2 separate regions of the Gasterosteus aculeatus genome follow, and region 1 is linked to region 2. Evidence: chromatin contacts called from public Hi-C data. All regions are on one chromosome and are shown on one strand. Each heading gives the region's core, a stretch centred on a gene start, on an enhancer-like site or on the middle of the called end of the contact. The rest is flanking DNA. Distances are from core to core; before and after follow the strand shown. Region 1 holds the start of zfp36l2 (zinc finger protein 36, C3H type-like 2). Region 2 overlaps LOC144409417 (a long non-coding RNA gene).

The links. Hi-C and Micro-C count contacts between places; a contact is called where the count stands out from the background.
Region 1: a contact with region 2 is called in a Hi-C map of skeletal muscle, with 11 times the contacts expected there. The contact joins the promoter of zfp36l2 here to the enhancer-like site in region 2. A contact is called at or near these places in 5 of 6 Hi-C or Micro-C datasets (liver, skeletal muscle, tail fin and 1 more).

What each region holds. Positions count from the first base shown.
Region 1 is chr6:6,367,693-6,372,062 of fGasAcu3.hap1.1, forward strand. zfp36l2 (zinc finger protein 36, C3H type-like 2) reads right to left here and starts at 3,072. Exons shown (of 2, transcript XM_040179111.2): 1 at 2,476-3,072; 2 at 1-2,312. The coding sequence starts at 2,565. The coding sequence ends at 1,101.
Region 2 is chr6:6,266,658-6,270,413 of fGasAcu3.hap1.1, forward strand. The region is part of intron 1 of LOC144409417 (a long non-coding RNA gene); the gene reads right to left. Among protein-coding and RNA genes, the nearest start is that of LOC144409416, 4.4 kb to the right of the region's middle. Within about 2 kb of position 2,299, at least 2 of the 9 cell types and tissues checked have open chromatin away from gene starts, as enhancers often do.

The sequences.
Region 1 (4,370 bases), core at 1,822-4,321, 100 kb after region 2:
CTTTTTAATAAAACGTAAACAGGGAAACAAAATTAATGAAATAAATATCACAGACGTTCTTAAATTAAGATTTTTTTTAACTCATTTACAATAAAAAATAACCAAGTGAAGTTACAAAAAAAGAGAAAAACAAAATATATAACAATATATATTACTGTGAAAAGAACATACACTCCACTTTATGCAGATTAATAATGGCGACCATAATTTAAACATAAAAGAATATAGATCTATTGCTTCATCATACTTGATAAATACAGTATGGACACAAATTACCAATGTAGCCTATACGTTTTCACAAGATAATAAATAAGTTAAATAGTCCATAGCCAGTTATGCACAGCTATGTATATCACTCAAAACAGCTAAAAAAATATATATATGTATTCAACCATCAGCAGTGATTTCCCCAAACAAACCCAACTCAAGAGTGCTTTTTATCCAAGCAACGAACTAGACCAACCAACCAAACCACTGGGTGGCGCTGGGAAAGGACATATCTGGAATGGAAGTTGAAGCTTTCAGAAAAGAAGAAACACTTTGATAAAAAGAAGGAAAAAAAACACATGTTACTTTGAGTCAAGGCATATTCTTGGCAGGAAGGGAGGAAATCTGAAAACCGCCAACAGTCTCTTCTTCTTGTCAAGTCATGTTAACCCACACATCTAATCCCAGGAAAACAGTGGGGCCTGCCTGATAGAGCAAAAACAGGGGAGAGGGGGGGGGGGGGGGCTGCCATGAAGCCCTCGGGCAAGGCACTGATGGAATGCCTTCTGTTTGCTATCTACGTTTTAATACAGCTATATTACATACATGAAGAAGGAAAAAAACAAAAGCTAAACTAATGCCAGGCCAAGGACACTTAAATGTCTGATGCTGTACTGATCCCTGCGGGCGCAGTTCTCTACTCTTGCCCCCCCTCCAGGGAGGTCAGGTTAGGGATTCAATGTCTTACTCAAAGGCACTTCGGCAGGGCGGTTGCTTAACCGGAGTCCTCTGCTTGGAGGACAGCCTACGTCACTCACAGACCAACCCTGCCAGACCAGTCCATAAATCCATATGCAAGAAAAACACAAAGAAAAAAAATATATGTATAACGATTAGTCATCTGAAATCGACAGCCTGCTGAAGATTGGCAACCGCCTTCCAGCGTCCAGACTCGGGGACTCGGAGCCGCTGAGGCTCCCGGAAGAGCTGAGGGACCCGCTCGCGTAGCTCTCCCGGTCGGAGAGCGAGTCGGGCGGGCTGGGAGGAGGCTCGAACACCGGCGACTCGCTGAGGCGGCGCAGCGCCTGCAAGTGGCTCATGTTGTACGTCGGCGGGGAGGGCGGGCACGCGCTGCCCTGCGCGTTCCCGTAGTAGGCGCCGGCGGAGTGGTTGTTGGCGTACCCGCTCGGGGTGTGCACGGCCAGCGGGGCCAGCAGGGCTTTTAGGTCCTGCCCGGGGAAGGCGAAGGCACTGTTGATGCAGGACAGGGAGTTGGGAGAGAGCACGTCCTCGTAGAAGCTCGAGGTGGAGGTGCAGGAGGAGGAGGCGGTGGCCGGCGGCGGGGTCCGGGACATGGGGCTGTCGAGCAGGGGAGACTCGAGCCCGTGGTGGGTGGAGAAGCCGGAGAAGCTGAGGCTGTGGTGAAGCTTTGGTCTGTCCCTCTGGGTGTAGCCGAGCTGCGGCGGCAGCGAGTCCCGCTGGCCGTAGCTGCACAGGTCGCGGACCGAGCGGGACTCGCCCAGCTGCATGTTGGCGTTGGTGGCCGGCGCGGGCCGCCGCTCGTCGGCGTTGTGGATAAAGTGACACCGGGGGCCGTACGGGCAGAAGCCGATGGTGTGGAAGGTGCGGCACGGCTCGGTTTTGTACTTCGGGTGGCGGGACAAGCTCCGCAGCTCGTGGTAGCCGTGAGCGAACTGGCACTTCTCCCCGTACTTGCACGAGCCGTTCTCCTCGAAGGGCCGGCACAGCTCGGTCTTGTAGCGGGTGGAGTTGATCTGAGAGCCGGGCTTCTGCTGCAGCACGCCCCGGTCCCCGTTGTCGCTGTACGCGCGGTCGCGGAACTTGTTCTCCTTGTTCATGAGGGCCGTGGCGGCGCTGCTGCTGCTGCTGCCGCCGCCGTTCGGCGTGTTCTCCTTCAGGCTGCCGTAGGAGCCCATCGAGTACTTGTTGCCGTTGTTCAGCGCCTCCAAGTTGCTGGTTGAGTTTCTGCGGAAAAATCCCGGAGAGAAAGGGCCGGAGCCCGGAGACGTGACCGGGGCCCCGACGGCTTTCTTGTCCAGCATGCTGTTGATGTGGAGGGCGTTCATGTTCATGCTTTTATCTTGCTGTACGGGAGAGAAAGACACAAGTTAGCAGTGCACGGCTGGCAGCAAATTGACACAATGTTTCCACCACATGACGCCGCAACAAGTTGATGCAGTCGAACAACTTTGCGGCGTTGATGCAGCGCGCGCGCCCGCGCCCCCCGGTAACGCGCCCGAGCTTTACCTTGTAGAGCAAGTCCATGTCGTAGAACGCGGACAAGACGGTCGCAGACATCTCGTTTCCCCAAGCGTGCTGCCGCACTCCCTCTTTCATGGAGGACCGAGCGGGGTCCCTGAACGCGGCGTGCGGAAGCGGTAGTTTGTGCCACGACTGGTTTTGGTTGAGGGAAAAAGTTGCCGTTAAAAAGTTCGTGTGCAGTTTTTAAGTCCGCAGAAGTTTGGAGGAGGATAAGAAGAAACACACAAAAAAAACCAACAACCAGCAGGGGGGTTGGTTTGGTGCTGTGGGGTCGGAGGTGGCTTTATGTCCTCCCCTCGAGAAGCGCGGAGCCAGAGTGCTTCACTGTGCGCTGCAGCCTTTTTGCGTGGGTATAAATGCCTGGCGGCGGCCGGGGAGGGGCGAGCTGAAGTCGGTGCGAAGTTTTGCGAGGAGCCGCCTCTTCCCCCCCTCCCGGAGAAAAGCTCCTCTCACCGGTTGGCCGCCTATTCTCCTTCACCACGCCTTGAAATCCAACCCCAGCACCCCCCCCCCCCCCCCCTCTCCCTTCCCGCACACACACACACACTTTTAATCACACAACCAATTTTGTGGAAGTTTATCTTTTATTTTTTTGTTACTACTTCTTCTTCGGCCGACTCGCTGAGAAAGAATGCAGAAACACATGGTGGGGGTCTACTGCGCATGCGCGCTGCTCTACAGGAACAAATTAACCGTACGCACATCCTCCCCTGGGTCACACGTTGTGCCTTGCTCAAAGGCAACTTCTCCGACCCCCCCGAAAAAAAAGAAAAAACCGACCAGTGCCAGGCCACCCTTCTCCACCTCTGGACCACCACACTAGGAAGCTGACACATGCATTTGTAATGGAAGGAAACTGTGCCTCTCCCTCCCTGTGATGGGGTGAGACCACAAGTATGAGGGGAGAGGAGTCCAGGCAGAGTGCAAGCACCAATTTATAGCAGCGAGCGCGTTGCGTAGTGGACTTCCACAGGGCAACAGCGGCCTATTCCTGGTCCACTACACATGGCAGAGGAGACATGTCCATGGCCGTCGGCAGCGCGTGACCTTTTTATGCTACTCATTCAAACTAAACATCGATAGGATTTTGTCTCGATTCAGAAATCGATTGGAAAAGAACGAGCTAACGCGCTGAGCGCAAAGCGGATACGCTTCGGTTACAATCTTCTTTTTGAGCCACTCTTGAAGTTTCTCCATGACTTGTTTTTCCCCCCCAATCTCAGGCCCGACTGCAAGAATGCGGTTTGTAAATGTGTCGCAGCGGAGCAACGCTGCCCCCGCGAGGCCAAGAGGGGAACTGCGTGCCCAAACGGACTCTGGCTCCCCCTGCTGGCCGCAGCTGGCTCAGGCCTAAAGGCCCATTTGGATCCCCTTTAGCGGTGATTGTAGAGAAAGTGACTTTTTTTATGTCGTTTGTTTTTGCCACAGCAGAAGCCCCCAGACATAGTGGGTGTTTTGTGTCACCCTCCTCTTTGTTAATCAAAGAACGCGCTGCAGTTGGCCTGACGTAACGTTCGCAGGGTGGCAGAATGTTCACATGGAAATGTCAAACTACTACGCTGCACTCTGGGAGTTGTCAAGTTGAGAAGAATAAATCCCACAGTGGAAAGATTGCAGCGCTGGCAGCAGAAGGACGAGACTTACATCAGCGAGCCGACAGCGGGGTGTAAAAACGCTGTGCGACACGGATCTGCAGAAATTTCCAGGTTCTGCGACACTAGTAACCATGAAGCTTTTCAAGTCAAAGAATAGTTCTACATTCTTTTTTTTTAAATAAACAATTTTTCTCTCCATGACATGATTCAATATTTCTTCAAGTGCTGTACGGTTTGTGATGCCGGGGGGGACACATGCGAAAAACAAGTGACATAAGAGCTTGG
Region 2 (3,756 bases), core at 1,049-3,548:
ACACATGGTGTATTTTTTCAAAAACATGCACACACGCACACACGCACACACACACAAACACTCACTGATTGATGACCCGGTTAATGTGGTTGTGTGAAATAGAGGAGACCCAGGCAGGTCATTGCATCTGACATCCATCCATCAACACCTCTCACTGGGGGACTTTTCTAACTGCTAAGTTAAACACACGCTGTACTGTTAATGTGTGTGTGTGTGCGTGCGTGTGTGCGCGTGTGTTTGCCTGAGGTTTGTACTGAAAGCTGCCTTGCTCAGGGAGATGAATGAGTTTGGGAAAGTGCCACATAGCCGTTTATGACGATCTGCTCCAGGTCAGGAGATGTGAACCAAAAAGCTTCCTGACACATATTCATGTTAGATTCATATTTATTGTCTTTCATCACATCGGAGAAGAGTTGGCAAAAAAAAACAGCTATAGGCAACTTTTTGCTCCATCATCACAACGAGTGTCTTAATTCCATTTGGGCAAATTTTCAGTTCGGCATATGCTGTGATTACATATCCAAATCAGGACATAATGGATGGTCCTAATCGCCGAATATTTCTTTTGTATAGTTTTTACACCATGCTAAACTTCGTCACACAATTTGGAAGTAATTCAAGATGCCGTGCAGGCAAAGTAGGTCTCACAGTTGAGACTTTCCCAAAATTCCGACCCCACATGTTCCATGTTCGCCAAACATAACAAAAAAACATGGCCGACCGTGATGGACTAATGTTTTTTTGGCAAGTGTAGAAAGGACAATTTCCAGGGCTCAGTTTGGTAAACAGTTACATCACATTACGAGCATATTTTCATATATCTAAATTAAGGATAGGATTAACAATTTGATATTATGTATTATTTGGTGGTGGTGGTAGAGAATAAGTTGCTCCACTCTTTCGATATGCCAGATTCCCCTGCTGGTTGGAGGTGTCAGGGGGGGCGGAGGGAGGTGTCAGGGGGGGGGGGGGGGGGGTTGCGTCTGGTGCTCGCTGAAATGACAACTGACAGCAACAGAGAGGAGAACAGCGTTTAGCGGTAAACAGCACTGACGCGATTGGTTTACGGAAACCGAAGCTTCATAAAACCATAGTTTTCTCATTTAGTCAATTTAAAAAAATATTAATGATTCAACATGAAACTTTCCCCTCACTAGTCGTAGGAGGCCCGACCTCATCGACTGACCTCACATGGTCAAGTCAACGTCTTTGGAGGGAACCAAAAAAAGAATTAAAGACTCTTTTAAGTTTTTCAGACAGTTTTTCCTGACTGGAAACATACAAGTGGCGTGGGAAGTGCACGGTATTACAACCAACTACTGAGCATGGATGACATCGGTTACATGATGTGCCACCCGCAGCTGATTTACTTTTTGTGGGCTTTGTTGTAAAGTAGATTAATGAGTCTCCCATCTGCATTCAGTTGTTTCACAGTGACAATACAAACAACCCTGGAACCTCGCATCATTTCCCAAACACAAATCCCACATTTGAGCCTGAGGTTTGCACGTTCAAATACCATATTGCCAGTGGTGTCAAAAGTTGTATATATAGCAAGCTCTACAAGTCCATATTTCAGAGTTGTAGGTGGTGCCATGTTGGGTAGTTCCGATGTGTGCCTGGTACCGCACGGTATGAGCTCATCTGAGGTTCTGTGTGCTAAAGGCTCCTCTGCAAAGTAAGAATTGCAGCTGTCAGACGAATCTAGTGGAGGAAAGGATTTAGTGAAATCTCTCTGGCGGGAGAAAGAAAAAAGATCATATCTCAAAAAAATTGATTTACTCCAGCAGCAGTTTCCAAAGCGCCCAAATTTCCGGTTTAATAAACCTTAAAAATAAATTGAAAATAATAAATGTTGGCCAGCAGAGATTCCAATGTCGCCTTTTGCACTGTTAAAACTGTCCTGATGGCCTAGATGGTGGAAATGGGAGTGAAGCACAAGCTGACAAAAACAGGAAGAGAATAAATGAAAGTGACGTATCAGTTTGACAATGACCTAAAAATCTGGGAATTATTAATATTCTGTGTGGGCTGCAAGAGCTTCAGCAACCATGATCTTTCAATCTTTCAGCGTCCATTAAAACACACACACGTGCACACACACATTCAGCTTGCTCTGACTCCCCAAGCATTTGTTTTTCTATCCATTTAGCTGACTGAGCATATAAAGTCTGGGAAAACTTCCCGAGCCAAGAACGGGATGACTCTGACTCATTATCACCTCCACATCTGCTGGTTTCACTCAGGATTCATTCCCCTGGTGCTAATACCTTTTAGATAACTTCATGCTCAAAGAAAGGGCTAGAGAGACAGCCGAGAAAGAAGAGGAGGGGGAAAAGGTGGAGGAGGAGGTGAAAGAGGAGCCGGAGGACACTCAACAACACTAGGGGGCAGTCTAACACAAAGCATTGCCCTTGGGGGGGGGGTCACTGGAATCCTGACTCACTACTATCATGGATAGTTGTGTGCTGCCTCCTAGAAAACAACAGCCGGCCCTCCTGGTTGTGTTTACACTGAATTCTTGTTCACACCAACCTTAAGAGCTTGGTCATCTTGTCTGCGACGGCTCTGTTTAACCCTCATTAAGCCGTTGGGAAGTTGCATAGACAAAAGGCCCGGAACGGACAGGCTTTATTCTGTGTTTCCTCCCCCCACCCCTGTTACATAAACAGCAAATGAGATAGCCAGCCACATCCTCCACATCAGATTCCATTCAATCTGCACATAATGGCTGTGGCGTGGCCGTGATGGAGGTCTCTCCGTCTTTCTCTTGGTTGGTGGGACCCCGGCGGCGGTGCTGCTGAAGCGCCTGGTTCCTTGGCGTGGCCTCGGGGAGGAATCAGAGCGGGAAGGAGCTGCTTCGGCGAGCCACAGAACAACGGCGGGCACCTCCGAGCCCACTCGCTCTGCACGTGTGCGTTTGATTTCTGAGTGTGCACTTGTGGAGGGGACTGCAAATGTACGTTTCAAGGGCCGCGAGCGCTAACCGGCCAACACTATGGCGGGAACTTTGCCGGCCGGCTGCCAGGTGATGCGAAAGGTCTCGAGGGAATGAACGGGAGGACCGGTTACCAGAACATTCCATTCATTCAGTACATTTAGTACACTCTGTGTCATACTGCATATTAATAGTTGAGTGAGATTGCATAATGTTGCATACGCGGCCAGACGGGGTGCATCTCATGTGCAGCAATAAACATTTCAGGGGTGTTGTGTCAGTGGTGACATAACACCTATCAAAAGACACAATGTGTTGTTGACGATGAGGCAGCCTTTCGTAATGTGTTATACATGACAATGTTGCCCATTCGTAGTGGGAAGCATGAAATGATTAAGTGCCGTAATGACAACTCTTAAAAGTAGTCCTGCATTCAAAGCGAAATGATCTGCCGCGTGTCCACCGCGACCGATACGTTCTTATTGTGCTAAATTGTCAACATTGATGTGTACGTGTACGCAGAGCCAGTCTTAACTTATACACACTCAGCAGGTCCCAGTAAAACCAAAGAACTGGAGTCCAAGCAAAAATATTAGTACTGGTAATAATAGTTTGTCATCTAAGAACACATTCTTGTAAAAACATTACGCAGAATAGATTAGTGGAAAATGTCTACAAAATAGGCTCATAAGCCAATAGGAATGTAGGGGGGCGGGCCATGAAACCCATAATTGATAGCTGGGACAGCAGTGAAACTTTTACAGTAACTATATAATATAGTTATGGTAATGCAGTAGGAATTCCACTGCAGAGTGACA